Linked DNA regions of Gossypium hirsutum: region 2 is linked to region 1. The links are chromatin contacts, called in public Hi-C maps. All regions are on one chromosome and are shown on one strand. The core of a region is the stretch at or near the end of the contact, and the rest is flanking DNA. Distances in the headings are between cores, read along the strand shown. Region 1 holds the start of LOC107886148 (photosynthetic NDH subunit of subcomplex B 4, chloroplastic). Region 2 holds the start of LOC107948596.

Region 1 (5,091 bases), core at 1,299-3,798:
TTCGGGTACACACCTGTATCATTTTCGATGCCTAATCACTCTCGAGCACTCCAGTACCTAAAATTGGTCATTGGAAACACCAAATTAGACTTTTAAAAATTAACTAAAATCGAATCCATAATGAGTTATTCACCCCTCAAGTAACAACCCCTTACCTTCGATCGAACAACGACAACACCCGTGAATCTAAGTTCCCGATGAGCGACTCTGGGCCTCTAATTCTTCACCTAATCGACATCAACGATACTCATCAATGACAAAATTAATGAATGGAAAGAAAACCATCCTAACAAAACTTACTGAATCAAGACGTAAACAACGTAGCACAAGTGAAAGAGACGAGTTGAAAGGTAAACGAACAAGTGCAAAAAGAAAAAAGAGGGCAAAATTTCGACAATTAGTGTGGAGAGGGAATTTTCACGTCAAAACTTTTTTTGGGAAAAAGAAGAAAGAAGAAAATTTGAAGAACAAATAGGAGATGTGATACACGTCCCTAATTTCTCTCCCACTAACACCACAACTTAGAATTCAACTTCCACCCAAACTCTCTCCGAACTGTGCCCAAAAATAAAACTCCATTGCTCACGTAGGGATTCAAGCTCAAGACTTCTAACACACTAACACACATTTTAACCACCAGACCAGCAGGCCAATTTGGATATGAACTTACATACAATTAAACTTAAGCCTACTAAACAAGGTTAAGGCTTTATTCAGAAAAATACCAAAATTTGCCCAAAATAGGACTTGAACTTGAAACTTCACACACACACCCAAAACACTTAACCACTGTAGCAGATGCACATTTGTGTTACAATTCACAAAACCAAAATATAACATTTTTGGGGCGTTACATAAATACCCCTATTCCCTTCCTCATTTCACACAACTCACATCCTACATATTCTTCACCTTTCTCTCTTCTATTTCCTTCATTGTTTTCCCATTTTCTTGCCATCTTCCTTTGGTGATTTCCACTCTTGAAAGAGAGCTTGCATCTCCCTTGGAGTAGCAACATTTAAATGTTAGTTAAGGCCTTGAATCGACAGAACGAGCTGTGAAGATGATGAGGACACTAGTCTGGCTTCGGAGAAACACCAAGATTTGTTTCCTAGTTCTGCTCTTCTCTTTAATTTTTCTCGTTTATGTTGTGATTATGAACATGAATATTTGTTGTGTTGTTGTTCTTGATTTAATTAAAATGGCTTAGATTTAATTCAAATGGTTTAGTTAACAAAATACCAAGTTGTCGTGAAATTATTTATAACAACATGAACATGGGCTTAGTAATTCTAAGTTAAGGAATGTAATTGATTTAATACATTTATGTCATATTGATTAAACTCATTTTCAGAAATCGTGTATTGGAACATTTTTACTTTTTATTTGTCTTAGTTAATTTTTAGTTTTATAAAAACTTCTTCAAATCAATATATTTTTCTTTCACCAAATTGCTTAAAGTTGTATTTCATAAATATTTTCTTTCACAGTCCTTATGGGTATGATAACTCGACATTTACTTGTCACTTTATTACTTGTTAGTGATTGTGTACACTTGCAAAATTTCGTCGTTCTAGCTATTCATACATTGGCGAATCTAGCTCCTACACAACTACATGCTCACCAAGACTGTGAGCTCACCATATTTGCCAGCTTATCAATAGTGCGAACTGCGAGGTCATCAAAACTGCGAGCTCACCAAATATGCGAGCTCACCAAGCTTGAAAGCTCTCCAAGTTTCAAGATTTATCAAGTTGTAGTATTTTATTATTATATTCAGCTTATTTAAGCGTAGATGTTTATGTAAATTAATATGTTGAAATGAAAAATAAAAAAATTATAATCCAAACACTTCTCTATTTTATTGTATCGCTTTCTGTTTCAATCTTTCCTTCATCAAATATCCAACATACACAACAAACAAATAATCGAATAAAAACAAGATTAATCAAAAGAAGTGGTCGGTTGGAGTCTTGGACAGATAACCTACACCTTAATATGTTTGTTGCTTTTTTCCTATTTTTCGTCCCTACCTAAAAACTAGGATTGATTTGCAGCAGGTAAACATTTGGCAGTTTTGATTTTCCTTTGAGTTCACATGAAAATATTCCAAGAAATATTAGGGTTAATATTATTTTGGGTTTGAATTTCACAAAATGTTTTTATGTTGAGTTTGAAATTTTTTAATTTAGATTAATGTTTTATATTTTTGGAAAAAAGGCCATGTTCTAATGTGAGACAATTATTAAATTTCAAGTTAAATTTAGATAAAAAAAGTATTTCAATTTTAGTGTGGGATAATTGTTAAGTTAAAGTCTAAAAATTAGATTATGATGAACTATTATTGTTTTAGTTAAGATTGCATGTAATTGAGAAAGAATTGCAAAGGTTAAAACACGACATAAAATATAATATGATATTAGAAAAATAATACAAATTGAGTTGTTCTCATATTTTATCACTACTGTTGATTAAATATATATTTTTCAAAACCATTATTTTATAATAAATTTAATAATAAAAGTGACCCACTAATCGGATCAGGCCGAGATTTGACATGATTTTTTTTTTTTTTAAAACGGATCGTGACCCGACCGGGCCGAGTAAGAATGGATGCAAATGAGTGCCTTATCTACTTAACCCTTCACTCACATAACTAAAGTACCAAAAATCCATAACTTTTGGAGGAAAAAAAAGAAAAAAGAACTACCACATTCTACAAGCCAAATATGAGCTTCACCATTTTAAAACCATGGATTCACTGTAGTTATCTTCAACCTACCAAATTCGGCAACTACCCATTTTCAAGCAGCACCAGGCTTTTCAACAATGGCTGCCAGCAGGTAAGTAGTTTGGTGAGTGATTTGATTTGCAGGGATGTTACTGCAGTACCAGCTTGAAATTTGTGATGTATATACATATAGATTGATGAAGGCAACAAGAGTAAAAGAAGGGGAGCTTTTGTTAAAGTTAATGCTCTACCAGATTGGCCTCTAATGGCAGTTTTAGTTCATCATGTTCAACAACTTGATGCCCAAAGAGAAATTATAACCAATAAATCTATTTGGCATCTTAGTGATGAAGCCATTAAAAAAGTTTGTAAGTGTTTTTCCATCAATTCATTCATTCATTCAAATTGGTCAACGATTTACGTATTGAAGCTATATGATGAAATGCTGAAGAATTTTCCTTTGGTCCTTTTTTGCTTTGTAGATGCTTTCTACATTATGTTCACTTGCTGGGGATGTTTGTTTTTTGGGTCCACCAAGGTATAATCATATGTCCATTGATTTTGTTCGCTATAATTGATATATAATGGGTGGCTTTCTTTTGATTTGAGCTTTGAAGTATCTGATTTAGAACATTCATTGTATAGGATCCATACTATGATTCTGAAGTATACAGGAAAGATGGAGGTGATGGTACTGGACATTGGGTTTATGAGAAGGTTAATTACATCCCTTAATTTCCTCATCTATATCATATCTATACTGTTATTTAAGATTTTAACTAAGTTGTTGTCACGAGTAAATCAGTAACTAATTCGATTAAAGAATTACAAGAATATCTTTCTATAATTAAAATAAATTATATTATTCGAAGGTATTTTAATCTTTTAATTAAAAAACCAATCAAAATATACATATAATAAAACTAGAACCCCTGTAAATTGTATTGATAAAATTTAAATTAACCAATTAACTAAAGCTTTGTTTTAATAACTTTTATACATTTTCATTTTAATACCCATATTTTATTACCTCCATCAATTGTATATATACACTATATAAGGTACAATCAACTCATTTGTAAAATTACTAAATTATCATTATTTTAAAAAATAACAAATGTTATTCTAAGGATTTTTTTGGTCTCTTGATACTTTTATAATATTCCAAATGAAATAACTGTAAAATATTGTTTGTGAAATGAACACAAGCTCAACAAATTTAAATAAATATCTCTTATCACTCCATTAATTATTTATTAAAATAAATTTATAAATATACTTTTTAATATTTGATATTTGCAGTCACAACATTGTGGATGTGATAAATTATAGTATTATTGATTGGTTGCGGAAAAAAAGAAGCCTCGGTTGGGGAATAAGGGAAGGATGTACATGCATGAACCCACCAATTGAATTGAATTAAGCGCCGGATTCATTTCTTTGACATTAAATTAGTCTAAAATCAATCTCGAAACACCAATTTCTAAATCTTACCAAAGTTGAAGTACCAAATATGTGATTGATTCTTAGGCTTTTCTCTTTTGGCATAAAGGTCTTATAGTCTAGGGATATTATAATATCATACTTGCTAGATTCCATAGTTTTTAAAAGTTTGATTGCATAAACTAATTGGACTAAGCTAAGGGTTCTTACCTTTTTGCTTTTGAAGTACTGTTAGTTCACTTTCAATTCAGTTGTATATGTTGTTTCGCTCATGAGGCTATTTGAAATGCAGCAAGAGGACATTGAAGAATCTGCAAGGGCAGAGCTGTGGCGTGAAGAGCTGATTGAGGAGATAGAGCAGAAGGTCGGTGGGCTTCGAGAACTCGAAGAAGCAGGCCGCAAGTAGAAGCTTGATATTATATACAGAACCATGTGAAACATCCCTGTATATATGTTTTAAATATGCATCGACAGAAAAAGATAAACTTCTTGATGTTATTTTATTGCAAACATTTTACATGCTTGGCCTGAATGATATTATGGAGTAAATTTGAGTTCTTGGCATTTTCTCGTTTTATACTTCCTATTTAGCAGCAACTTTTCGATTGCAAATATAATAAATGTTACTTCGATTTTAAGGGTGGGGCTTGTGGATATGGAAATCTATACAGCCAAGGGTGTGGGACCAATACGGCAGCATTGAGCACAGCACTGTTAACTAATGGCTTGAGTTGTGGTGCTTTTGTTTTGAGCTCAAGTTTGTTAATGAACCTAACTGGTGCCCGCCAAACAACGCAGGCGGCCGGTGCAACCCCCCACCCCCAACCAACCATTTTCATCTCTCTCAACCCGTTTTCCAACAAATTGCTCATTATAAAGCTGGGATTGTTCCTATAACTTATCTTTCCAGCTTGTAG
Region 2 (5,091 bases), core at 1,166-3,665, 360 kb before region 1:
AAACATGCCATAGTAGTATGGCACTAAAAAAGGACCTTTCTGCACTAACGCTCAACAGAATGGACAGTTGGATGAAGAAGGTTCTTTCCATTTCCAAAGGGCTTATATGAGGGAGCAACTGTACCTACGGGGACATAATGAGCAGAAATTATATGAATGAGGGAGTACCAGATCAGCGAGGGATTTCGAGTACCTTGGTGCAAACCAAGTCTCAAATGATGACATGTGAATGTATTAATGTGGTCATTAGAGAACTTAGTTAGCATGGTCAACAATTTATCCAAGAATAAGAGATAGCCGTCTGCTTGAGTTAACCCCAATTAAACATGGTACTGAGTGGAAATTGGTTAAGTTAGGGAGTTTTAATAAGCTTAAGCTGAATTCGCCAATAAACAAACCAAATAAAATTCTAAAATATTAAGCTGTTAGATTGCCAAGTAACCAATTCAACACGGGTAAGTCCCAGGGTAGAATGAATCTCTCTTCCTCTCCTGAATGTAAACTCTTAGTTTTCTCCATGAATGAGGAGACTGTTTAAACTATCCTTTGGATATGAGCAGCATGGGCTACTAGACTATTGAAGATTTTATAATATATGGGGAAATCTAATTAAAGTAGCAATACTATGCAAACATATATCAGTCAATGGTTGTATGTACCTGAAGTAACCATGGTTTGGAATCTTGAAACATAGACTGAAACTCCTTGGAAGTAATAACATTAAAAGCATCATCTCCAGTATCTGCAGGAAGTGCCCATTCTTTGGCTTCACATTAACTTTTAAAGCTTTCATAGTATGGGGGAAAAAAATGTAAAGATTCAAAATTTCAATACCAGAAGCAACAGTACGCAGTAATGGGAGTGCTATGTTAGAGAACTTTTCCCCTGCATATTGTTGGCTGAGTTTTTCCAGAACATGCTGCAGACCATGGGAGTAAAACCCTTCAATAAAATAATACAAAACCCAGGCTATCTTTCTCTCCCTCTCTCTTGGAGATGATTCCAGGAGATAAAACTATGGACAGCAAGTAGGTTGCAGAGAAATACTTACATCTTGCTCATTAATTCCAAATACATCATAATTCCTTTTCCATATGGGATTTGTCAAAAGCTCATAAGCATACCGAATCTGCAACAAGATGATAAACACCATATACTCATGGAATTACTATATAATTTGACCTCAGCATCTTCAATAATGGCCTACGATGTTCATTTAGCTAAGGCTAAATGTGACTTCATCTAATCATGGAGGAGCAATGTTAAAACTACATGCGATTGTTGCTTTTTCTGCTTGCTTTCTGTGTCTTAGAAAAAGTTACTTAAAAACAAATGGTTGAAAATAAATCATAGTTGATGGTAATTGATTAAAATTTACCAAATGGCAAAGAAGCTACATTAATTCTAGCATAATGGTTGTAAACCGATGGAGTACATCCTCTAAATTCTTCAGAAATATTAGTATTTACTCATGTATGATATGCAATTTTTTTTCTTTTGTACTTCCGCAAGCAAAATGCAAGTAGTGAGGCAGCAAAGAAAGTAACGTAACTATTAATAATTCAAAATGCTAGGAGCAATAAATTGCTAAAAAACAGAATTAACTTCTTCTTATTCTTTTTTTTTTTTTGCAGAAACAAAGAAAACAAATAAGTAAATAAAATTGAAGAAAGAAGTTTAACTAACCGACCTTGATAAATTCAGTGGTAGTAGGAATTTCCAGTCCTGAATTCCTGAAACAATACGATTGAAGACATGCGAACAAGAAATGGTAAAGTCCGAAAACCAACAAATTAATCAAAGCCTGGCAATTCGTATATCCGTGTGATATTCATATATTTTGAAACGTCATAATATATTATATTTCATATTTATTTATTTTGAGATAATCAATATGTTAACCTCTTCAATCTTTTCTTTCAATCTAAAAAAAGATTGTAAAAATTTAAGTAGAAAGAAATTGAAGAATTACCATTTGGATTCAAGATTCTCGTACGCCTCTTTCACTTCTTCCATTGAACAATATGTCTTTAATCCCAAAACTACCACTCATTTAATAAGTTAAAAATCACTATACTTCTTAAACCAAAAAATTCCAGCAACAAAGTCCAATATACTGATAAAAATACGAATATATATACACAGTTGGGACTCACCATCGTAATGAGAAGGGGGAAAGGCACGAGGGAGAAGAACGAGCTGATATAACATGGAAAGAGAGAATAGAACCGCAGGCACCGCATAGGCTTTGATTTTCGTCGCAGAATCTCCGGCCATCGCTCGATTTCGCCGATGATTCCTCTGGTTTCTTCAGAGAGAGACTGAGAGATCACTGCCGAGCAAGCGAGTTTTGAATGTTTGAAGTGCCAAAGCGACAAAGGAAAAAAGTGAAGTACAAAAAGCAAATTCTTTTAGTCGTCGATTACAATTATGTAAACTGCAGTATCTAAGCGGCACGTGAAATTAAACGCGTGGCGTAAGATCATTGGCTAGGATAAAGATTCTGATTAAAGCAGATTTCTTATACATTAAACCAAAATAAGTGAACTCTGGTTGGCTCTAATGCAATAGAATTACGAAAGAATAGAGTTATAATTAGTAATTTAGTTGTTTGATTGAATGAAATGGAATAAAATTATAATGATATTTTTATATTTGATTCAATGAAATGATATTGTAATAATATAAGAAAATAGGCAAAAATAACTAGAGTACCTTTAATAGATTTTTTTAAGTACATAATTATCGTTATTAAATTTTATTAAGATTATAATTAAAATAATAAATAATTTAATCATGTTTTAATATAATTATTACTAAATATAATTAAATAAAAATAAAATTATATAATTTAATAACATTCTTAATATAATTTTTAGTAAAATTTTACCTAAAATATGAATTAATACATATTATAACCCTTAAACTAGATAAATTATTATTTATTTATTTTATTGATACATATTTTGCATATCTAAATTAATTATATTTACAAATAAAATAAGAATATTATGGTAAAAATTAATATCAAGAGATATTTTTATAAATTATATTTCAAATATTAATTTGTTGAAAATTTCTTTTGGGTATTTTGTATATGGTACTATATAAAAATTCATGTATTTATATTTAAAAAAATTATTTTTAAAATTGATTTAACACCCACCTAATTATAAAAAATTTAATCTTTTTTTTATTGTCCCTCTCTCTCATCTTCTTCATCTAATCTTTTCTCTTCTCATCTTCTTCATCATCACTCTTAACCACTCATCTTCTTCATCTAATCTTTTCTCTTAACATGAAATGGAATCAATTACTGACAGTCCACCACCGGTGGCGCCATTGTCCACTATTTCACTTGCTCCAAAAGCCACTAATTTAAGCTTATTCTTTTTTTATCTTCTTGCTTTTTCCCTTTATTTATCTGTTATATGTAAGAAAAATGAGTAAGAAAGCTTCCCTCTCCAAATCACATTTTATAGATCTATTATTAAAAAATGGGTTTTAGTTTTAGTTTTTCTGTTATCTTCTAGAAATTGATTGAGAGTTGAAACTATTGAGAAATAAATCTTTATTCTTTCTTGTTATATTCTAGAAATTGATGGAGAGTAGAAGAGAATTTTACAGATCTATTATTAAGAAACGAGTTTTAGTTTTAATTTTTTTTATCTTCTGGAAATTGGTCAAGAGTTGAAAGTGTTGAGAAAAGAATTTTTATTCTTTCTTATTATGTTCTAGAAATTGATGGAGAGTAGAAGAGAATGAGGAGTAAGATTAAAGTAAAAGCAAGATGGAAACAGAAATGAGTTCTGCAATTTATTTTTGAAGCTTTTGAAAATGTCTGAAAGTGGGTTTGAAAAAATATACTAGGTAAAATTGACTAAAACAAAAATTTTCTATTCCGTGTTGACGTTGAATAGCTATTCTTAATGAATAGAGAAGGAATGGATTCCACTGAATAACTCATTCAATGAACCAAACTATTGAATTACAGTTCTCCATTGAATCTGACGTGAATGGAATGGCTATTCATGCCAACCAAACATGCTGTTAAATCTTGGAGAATGATTGGTTTTCAAGGGTAAACTATATAATTAGTGAATTAATTATTAGTGTGTTTTTATTTTTGTTATTAGTTTTCACTTTCATTACTGACATTTTTCATTCCATTGATTCTATTTTGTTCACCTTTCATTAGATTGTTAGCCAAAATGATAATATGGTATTTTTTTAATTAGTATAATAATACATTTAATACTCAATATTTGAATATTCTATCAATTTGATCTTGATTATATATATTTTAATAATTTTGTCCTTTCACATTTATAAATTCTATTATTTTATTTCTCAAACACATTAAAAATCATAAATTAGACTTATAAACACATCAAAATTTTGTTTGGGGACCAAATTGGGTTAAAACCAAAATTAGACCTAATATTCTGTCAATTTGCTTGATATTTTAAGTAAACACATTAAAATTAACATTCTAAGTTTTCTGTTAGTTTAATGGTATAAAAGGCCCTCACATAATTAAAAAAACAATTAAGTCTCTCTCCAACTTTTTGCACTTAATTGAGCTCTAAACTAACAATTTTAACCAATTAAATCATTTGATTAACATTAACAATTAGAAATTAACAGCAATGCTCATGTGGTTGTTAATGAGTGCCACATCAACTTCATTAGTTGATCTATAGGGACATGTCAAAATAATAAAAAATTTTAAATTTCTCAAAAATTAAAAATAAATCCAAAATGAACTTAGATAATTCATTTAAATTTGAACATTTGTTTCTCTAGTTTCATTTTGAAATTATTAAAATTATAAAAACATAAAAATTATTAAAAATATTTTTAAAACCATTAAATTTACAATTGGACGATAATATTTAAAAAAAACATTTATTTCAATTTATAAGAATTTATTTTTAGAACTAAATTACCAAATAAAGGCCTTTTAAAAATACGAAAATAGGCCGGTATTTTGAAAAATTAAGGGAATATGTCGTTTTTTTATAAAACTCTTCCCGCTAGAGTCATTTTCAGGAAAAAATCAGAAAAGTGCTTCCAGATGGAAGCATTTTT

What was found. A called contact is a pair of places that touch in the nucleus more often than the background predicts.
Region 2: a Hi-C map of leaf shows a contact between it and region 1, with 2.6 times the contacts expected there. The contact joins the promoter of LOC107948596 here to the promoter of LOC107886148 in region 1. A contact is called at or near these places in 2 of 34 Hi-C or Micro-C datasets (both in leaf).

Annotation. Positions count from the first base shown.
Region 1 is chrA03:18,266,890-18,271,980 of Gossypium_hirsutum_v2.1, reverse strand. LOC107886148 (photosynthetic NDH subunit of subcomplex B 4, chloroplastic) reads left to right here and starts at 2,548. Exons shown (of 5, transcript XM_016809991.2): 1 at 2,548-2,843; 2 at 2,925-3,099; 3 at 3,214-3,269; 4 at 3,377-3,448; 5 at 4,467-4,738. The coding sequence starts at 2,730. The coding sequence ends at 4,580.
Region 2 is chrA03:18,625,583-18,630,673 of Gossypium_hirsutum_v2.1, reverse strand. LOC107948596 reads right to left here and starts at 2,415. Exons shown (of 20, transcript XM_016883210.2): 1 at 2,157-2,415; 2 at 1,973-2,042; 3 at 1,691-1,733; 4 at 1,052-1,129; 5 at 835-919; 6 at 660-742. The coding sequence starts at 2,277.